2 separate regions of the Ostrinia nubilalis genome follow, and region 2 is linked to region 1. A link is a contact called in public Hi-C data. All regions are on one chromosome and are shown on one strand. Each heading gives the region's core, a stretch centred on a gene start, on an enhancer-like site or on the middle of the called end of the contact. The rest is flanking DNA. Distances are from core to core; before and after follow the strand shown. Region 1 holds the start of LOC135084592. Region 2 holds the start of LOC135084431.

Evidence for each region. A called contact is a pair of places that touch in the nucleus more often than the background predicts.
Region 2: a contact with region 1 is called in a Hi-C map of whole larva, with 2.7 times the contacts expected there. The contact joins the promoter of LOC135084431 here to the promoter of LOC135084592 in region 1. A contact is called at or near these places in 2 of 5 Hi-C or Micro-C datasets (whole body and whole larva).

What each region holds. Positions count from the first base shown.
Region 1 is chr26:4,822,788-4,826,998 of ilOstNubi1.1, forward strand. It overlaps LOC135084592, which reads right to left and starts at 2,183. Exons shown (of 5, transcript XM_063979365.1): 1 at 1,983-2,183; 2 at 1,606-1,854; 3 at 1,092-1,250; 4 at 1-1,005. The coding sequence starts at 1,783. It overlaps LOC135084487, which reads left to right and starts at 3,025. Exons shown (of 11, transcript XM_063979274.1): 1 at 3,025-3,434. The coding sequence starts at 3,380.
Region 2 is chr26:4,959,318-4,963,528 of ilOstNubi1.1, forward strand. It overlaps LOC135084431, which reads left to right and starts at 2,103. Exons shown (of 17, transcript XM_063979214.1): 1 at 2,103-2,218; 2 at 3,153-3,270; 3 at 3,624-3,817; 4 at 3,850-3,977. The coding sequence starts at 2,103.

The DNA.
Region 1 (4,211 bases), core at 933-3,432:
CAAGCACTTCTGCTGTCTTCCAAGGCAGTGTGCCTGTGAGCCAATCTAAAAGATTGTACCCCAGAGTTTCTAGATCCGATCTTCGCGAATGTGCGCCAATATGAGAATCTCTGGAACTGTACTCCAATGTCCCATCATGGGCTTTCCTAGCATCCATCCCAAATTCTTTATGTTTCCCATTTGAGTCCAAAAACTTGGATGCCAGGCCATAGTCCAGTAAATAAATCTGGCCATTGGACTGAGAGAGAACTGCTTCTTTGAATATCTCATTTAAATCGTTGGTGCTATTTTTCAGATCTTTATTTTTTGTTTCCTCATAAAAATCTTCAGTGTTTCTCATTAGATTGTTACCAAAATCATCAAGTAGTTTTTGATAAGATTGATCAGAACAAACTGAACTATTTATATCTTCATAGTTGACGTAGTTAGACAGTTGTCTTAAATTAAATGCATGGTGTCTGTGCAACGTCCTGCTATCTTTGTCTGATAATATTTTTCTTAGCTTCTTCTTTACATTGGCCAATCTCTTATCATTTTCAGTGCCATCATCTAATGGGTTTTTATAGTCTTTGACGATGAAGTCCTCATCGTCATAATAGTTAGATGACCTACTTTTACCACTTTTGGCTCTTCTATGCTTGCCAGAAAGTACTGCAATTTCTTTTGTTTCCTTTTGGAATGAGGGGGAGTGCTTTATAAGTGGTACTTTCCCTTGTTTCATGCCATCAAATCCAAGCATGAGATTGGAACTTTTGATATCTGAATGAGTGTATCCCTGATTGTGAAGGTACTCCAACACATCTAGAATTTGAATTGCCAATACAAGCACATTTTTCAAGTCCAAAACCTTTGTTCGGGCAATAACTTTCTGGAGATCAATGTCATATCGAGGGAGGACCAGGAATCTGTATTTCACACCGGTGTTTTCATCAGTGAAAGAGCCGCTGGCAATGTATACTGGCATCCCAAGGCGTTTCTGTTTCTTCTGCTGTCTCCATGATTTGACTGGAATAAAATGAAAATCAACAGTTTAGATTTCACAATAACTTATTTTCATGTGAATATTACTATTAATATGTACTGTGTCTTACCTCTGGCTGCCTGAGCAGACCTGATCAGACAGTGTATCTCAACGAACAAGGGCCCGTTTGTGTGTGGTTCAATTTTGACCACATATCTCGCATTATGTTTTGTTACTTCAGCATCTACATTGTCTGAAGCTAGGTATATCCTGCCAAAGCTACCTCTGCCTGTAAAACAAAAAAGAACATCAATTTTTTTTACATAATATTGGGTAAAAATAGGAAATTTATAGTTATTCTTAAACCAAGTAATAATACTGTGTGGTAATTATTTGTTTGTTAAAAATTATAAGAAGTAAATCAATATTTACAAAGCCTAACATTGTTACTATATGACTAAGACAGCTCCAAATCATGTGGTATATATCTAACAATGTACCTACTATGCATCATGATCTAATGCATCAACTTTCACTTTTATTTCCCTCTTCAAATGTTAAGTTATCAAGTACATTCTAGTTCTGACCATTAGATTAGTGACTTTTTTAGAAAGTTTACTGGTATTTATTGCGTATCTACTCACCAATAGGTTTTCCAATACGCCATTTCTTCTGTTGTACATCAGAAAACACAATTCCAGGTGGGAGAGCCTCATCGTCGAAGAAACTCACATCGAGGCTCGGGGGCTCCTCCAAAGTCTTACATTTCTTCTTCGGGGGCATAGGCAGTTGCACCACATCAGTCCCGACGCGACGCGGCATTATAAAAACATCCAAAATTGCAGGGTTCAATGATCCTACAACTTTACGACTTGGCCACCTAAAGCGGAACGCTGAAATGAAATACGAACGTTATGAACACTTCGTTAGTACTCAAAGTTAATCTAATAAAGCAAAACGTGCGACAAAATGTGCAATATAAATAATAATAGGATAAAAATGTTACCCAACAAATACGTACCTCAAATCATCTCAGTTCGCAGAATTTACCACTCTTTAGCTGCTACCTTTTGCACGATGATGACAGTTTCGGCACAATTAGCAATAACACAGTATACTTTAACTCAATTTAGATGTAATTCACGCATTAAAATCAACTAATGGACGATGCACAACAACTGATTACAAGAATCGCCATGTTGTTAAAATCAACCGATCAATGCTCATGGTGGCGTCTGTCGCATTATTTTGACGTTTCATTAGGTAACGTAACGGAGTAACGGTTTTGTTTGTAGAAAATGTATTTTCCAAGGTATTTTTTTATCACTCGAAATAAATTGACGCTAAATCAAGTTATAAGAATATCATTATTTGGAAAACTAAGTAAAATAATAATTCCACATAATTAAATTTAGATATTTTAGGGTTACGTCAAGCATTGAGACGTTAAAATAAAGCCGTGATGACGTTTGTCAAATGTTCGCGGGTCAAGTTCGAAACAGCTGATTGATGAGCCATTTGTTTTGTTTGTGACTTGCTTAGATTAATAAAATGACTTGTGAAATTCAGCTGCAAAGTTTTTAAAACTTATTTATTAATTAATTATTTATTTTGTCAATAAGACGATTACATTATTGATTTCTAGTTTTTCAAACCAATAGATTTTTTCTAATCAATGATTGTGATGTTGTGATTCCAACCTCCATAGTTTTTAAGATCAAGAAATAAGCTAACTTGAAGAAAAAAGCCTGCCTACCTAAAAGTAAGTATTGTATAATTTATTTGTATCCTTCATGCATGTGTAGATTTAGTCATGATGTGAAATTGAAATATTTAATACCTATCTACCTACCTAGGTACCCTAAATTAGACGTAGCTAAGTAAGACGTGATTAAAAGTACGACGATGGCATGAGACATAATTCTTAACTTTGCTTATCACCTAATTAGATATTGATTCAATAAAAAACATCGCGTGAATCGGAGCCATAATTTCCATTTGCTTTAATGAATCGTTTTCGTAATCATTATCTTGAGTGATGTAGATTTTATCTAGAACCAGCGTAGAGTTTATAGGTTGGCGTTAGTAATCCTATTAGGCGAGTTTATCATGGTGTGGGACTGCAGTGCACCGTGATTTGAGTGCAAGCGAGTGAAGCGGGTGCAAGGCGCCGCAGTGAGGACTGAGGAGGGCGAGGAGAGAGGAGGTCGAAACTTTTTCAACTCATTCACCGGTCGGCTTCGCGGGACAACGCGCGCGCCCTCCCGCTCCGTTTCCCAACGCGACTATTGTTTGTCAACAAATTATGTAACGACAAAGTTTACTCTGTGTTTGGTGAGATAAAATCATAAGACAGCAGTGTTCTTTTGTTTTATTTAAACTAAACAACATGTCAAGCTAGAATCAAACAGTGGCACGATGGACGGAGCTAACGCCGACTCGGATCACTCTATGACTTGGGAGGACTTTTTCGGTGTGTACTTTTAACTTAGTTTAATTTTAGCGCCTTTGATAGCATGAATTAAAAAAAATAGAAGAAAGTTATTTTTATTAAGTAGGCAGGACGCCGTTCGAAGTTTGAATTTTAAAAGTTTGTTACAATGTTTGTAAAAATTGTTTAATGTTTATCACAATCTTGCAGTCGTGAATTTCCCGAGGCGACGCAGGGAAGGGACAGGTTTACACAGCATTTCCCCTTATGGAGGCGTGCTTCGCGTTCACTGCACCGCTTGCTGCAATGCCTGCAATAAGCCAAGCGATCGCGGCTCGTTTATTTTACGTGATCAATCATTTGATGCTTGTGAATTACGCCTACCTTCTGTATTTATGAACGTGATACGAAAGGAATTTTGTACTTCGTAAGCTGAATCGGCTGTAGGTAAATTTTTTGCTTATTACATTTACCGGTTCCACCAGCTAAGAAGTTTCGTAAGCATTCAAAGAGTTGGTTACTTTTGACCGTAACTTCATGATGAGACAAATATCCTTAAAGATAGAGTTAGTTATTTAAAAGAGCATCCGAAGCAGAGCATAATGTCGGATCATCACGAAAACTTAAAACTTTTCTGTCCGTTGCTTTCTAGAATATTCTTCATTCAAGTAAAGAAAGATTTTATCAAAAGTTAAGAAATTACGAATCTATGAAGAAGACTTACAAACAACTGCATATATTTATTCAAGTCACAACACAATGCAAGTGCCTAGCAAAAGTCTAAGGCCCTACTTACGTACCATTCTGATTCTTTAGACG
Region 2 (4,211 bases), core at 853-3,352, 140 kb after region 1:
ACGCTGACTGTACTATGTAATTTATTTGTATTTGGAGCGAGTTGAAAACTTAACTCCATGCTACAAATTCAATATTCTTGATGTCTTACTGCATTTCCATGAAATATCTTCAAGAAGCGACCCAAAAAGTTCTGTCGTATCGATTTACGAAGATCCCTTTGTCGGAGCCTCCAAATGGTGTTCCACACGCGAGATATGGTGCCAGGCGGTGTCATGGAATGTACATTAAACATAGACAGCCTTCGTGGAATAGCTATAGTAGCCTACCTATAAGATAAGATGGCCTTATAGCTTTAAATCACAAATGCGAAGGTGATTCCTTTACGTTTTCAGCTTCAGTTGTGACGAACTTAGCAAAACTATGACTGAAATTCTCAAATAATAACTTATATGAAAATTCATAAAGGGATAAGTAGGACCTAAGATCTTCTTCTTATCGTGTCGACAACAAACCTACACAGTGTCAGCCAAAAACTCCGCTAAAAGAGTGGCGTTGTCAGCAGCATTCATTAAATCCTCCTGCGTGCAGTTGTTTGGGCACGAAGGGCACGACATCATGTGCTTCATCGACTGGGGAACAAAACCGCACCTGCACTCCAAGTTTGAGCCATCCAAGAATCCCCACCTGAACAGATTGTCCTTACTACGGCCGACCTGCGCCCGAAGTCTATTTAGTTAATATGTAGGTACCTATTATACCAGAGAACATTGATTTTGATTTTCCCGAAGGCATATACTATATAATGTAACGTATCTACCTAAGCATAAATGTTACCTGACACCCTGCGTAACTATAATAATATAGGCGAGTTTCTACACCATCGCCCCCATCACCAATCCGGATTTTCTATTGTACGATGGAATTAGGTCGTTTTCTTTGGCGAAGCTAGCAATGAAAACATCAGACGTTTCATTGTTCGCATTACTTACTTAGCTCTATAGAATCGCCACAATTTTTCAAGCAAGCAGCAACCGAACAAAATCAAAGGTGCATAAGAAAACTTCGAAACTAAACTAAATTATTTATTATACCCAAGTTCAGTAGTAACGCCTTACTTATTCGGTAAAAAAATATAATTATTTTAACAAGGCAAGTTTTATAAAAATATTTTTATGGATTCAGAAAAGGTAACTTCTGCGTTCAGCTTTACAATGTGAAAATCTTGGGTAATTACTTTGTTATTGTACGTTGCAATAGATACTTATCATAATATTTGGTATTTCCAAATTATAGGCTCTACAATACGCAGTTTTGTTACAGGCAGTTACTATCGCGTGATCAGTTTTCCCTCCAAAACCGTAACGTCTCAGGAATCACGCAAGACACTGCCTGTCACGTAGTGCGAGAGACGTGGTGCAGGGACCAGCATTGTATACCTAAGAATGTTAGATTTACCACTATTAACTGGTTGGCTTACAGATAATTCCCTATGGCATTAAGTTCACAAACTAAATTTAAATAACTTGAAAACATCGAATTGCTTAAGGTTATTAAAGCAACGCTTCTTTTTTTGTCATGTAGGTACTTAGCTTACTACACACGACGTTTAAAACATATAAATACTGGTGTTATTTTAAACTTTATGACAGTGTCTCAATAAGTTTGATGGAAACTTCCTTGTTCATCTGTCCGAAAACCAATTTAAGATATCGTATTATCCAAGTAAACTAAAATTTGGTGTGATATGTGTAAAAACATCTTACATAAGCTAGCTATTTTAGCTTCCCATCTCCTGGACTAATCTAGGCTCATCCCGAAGAAAATGTACACGCTAGAGCGAGATCGACACATAGGTTTTCCACATAAAAACAAAAGAGACAGACGACAGGAAGTTCTGTTCCTTAAAAATTTTCATTCCTTTTCTGATGTTGATCGTCTGTTGTCGTACGCAATGGGTTCTAAATTTGAAAATTTGAATTTGTAGCTTCCAAATTCGAATTTGATAGTTCTAAAAATATATAGGTTTTATTATCGCGTAGTTTGAAATACAAACTTTTTAGTATCGGCCAGTTTAAAAAGAACTTCAGAGTTTGAAAATTTTGTGTATTAAAACCTATTTTGGTTGATGACTATAGGTCTTTTGTGGCTGGTTTTTTAAAATATGGGGTCTACGAGTTATTTGAGCAAGCCAAAGTCTCCGAGCTATAGAGTCAAGAGTGGTTCCAGCGCTGGATCTGACAAAGACATGAATGGTAAACTGAAGCGTGCAAAAATAAGGTGAGTTTAAAATAAATCATTAAAGTAGGAATTAAATTATTTGACTTTTTTTTTATTTACAAATAATGTGAAGTACCTTCAGTACCTACTAAAATTCCCTAGTTTTCTTAGGATGCGATTTATTCTTTTAAGTTAAATAAGCATTGTTTTTTCATTCTCTGAGTGGATTTAATATTCTGAATTTAACCAAAGCAGTAAGATAAGGATTTTGTTTTGTTTATTATGTCAATTAATTAATTATTGTTACCTAAGTATGAATGTATGACTACTTCGTCGTTGTTTTAATAGTTATTTAATTTATTTCACATAATTAAAGTGTCCGCCCGCGACTTTGTACGCGTGGACCCCGTTTTACCCTTAAACCGATCAAAAATCGAATCTGGGACCCACTGCGCTCAAAGTGATCACACCGCACCGCTACGCCATCCGTCAAAATATTATGCTATTCATTTTAAAAGTTAACAAACGTTTCGTTTCACCTGGTTCCTTACTTTCTGTTAACTGTGAAAAAGTTTTTGAACTTTATTTATTTCTACAGTACAGACTCAGACATACTCGTACATAATACTTACAATCTATACCTAACTACTCCGACATTTTAATTAATTTCCATTATCACAAACTCCACTTGTACCATAACCTCAATTTGATAAATTACGCATTAATTCATTCATAGCAACAGACCGCGAAATTTTGTTGACGTTAACAACGGTTGCCATGGCAATGGAAAATTTGTGTAATCAATATCATTCCATTTTCGAAACTAAAATGTCTTACTGCACACAGTACCGAGCGCAATGCGACACTTGAGTTCGAATTTTGAATTTTACTTTTAAATTTAAGTTCCGAACTGGAATTTAGTTTTTTGTTTTATTTTTAAAAATGTGAAAGTGACGAAGGAGTTTTGTGAAATGAGTACCTACTTCCCGTATAGGCGGCCGTCGAAACTGAACGAGTATGGCCTGAAGAGGGTGCCGGACTACACAGAGCTAGCGTACAAGGAGGCTGTGTCCAAACTGCGATACTTCTTGTCGGGGAACTATGCTCCAAGCGTAAGTACTATTTTTAAACTTTTTCAAACTAAGTAGATACCTACTTGAGTTTACCTACAGATACAGCAAAGGAAAATAAGTTTTTTTTTAATAAGTTTATTAAATTTTGGTTGTGTTTTCTTAAACCTTACCTAACCTAACCTAACCTAACCTACCTACTCTCCTGGAAGGGCCGATTATTTTGATACTGTATTTTTTTTTCTCTAACAATCGTTATATCCTGTCTGGCCAGAGTGGAGAGTTTAGGACAAATCCTCCATTATCCTCTGGTGAATGAGTGAGGGCCGTTTTCCTATAGTAAGTTGCATGTCCTGATGGCAAAGATGATGATGATGAGTCCTACCTTCTAACAGGTACGCAGCTATGGCGGGTCCCCCTCCATCAAGAACCTGGACGAGTCTGACGGGGATCTGGACAAGAAGTACTCCTCGCCATACCACGCCTTGGCCGAGTACAAGCCACGCCCACGCCTCACTGCCAAGTACGCCACACTGTATGCCGACAGCCTGCACAACTATACGCCGCAACATCACACCACTACTGGTAGGTGCAGACAACTGTGAACTCTGTGGTACTTAGAATAAGGGGGATCTTGCCATACCACGCCTTGGCCGAGTACAAGCCACGCCCGCGTCTTACTGCCAAGTACGCCACGCTGTATGCCGACAGTCTGCACAACTATACGCCGCAGCATCACACCACTACTGGTAAGTAAGTGCAGGCAACTGTGAACTCTGTGGTACATAGAATAAGGGGGATCTTGCCATACCACGCCCACGCCTTACTGCCAAGCACGCCACGCTGTATGCCGACAGCCTGATCAAATATACGCCGCAGCATCACACCACTACTGGTAAGAGCAGACAATTGTGACCTCCGTGGCACTTACAATAGGGCGCATTTTGCCATACCACGCCCTGGCCGAGTATAAGCCACGCCCG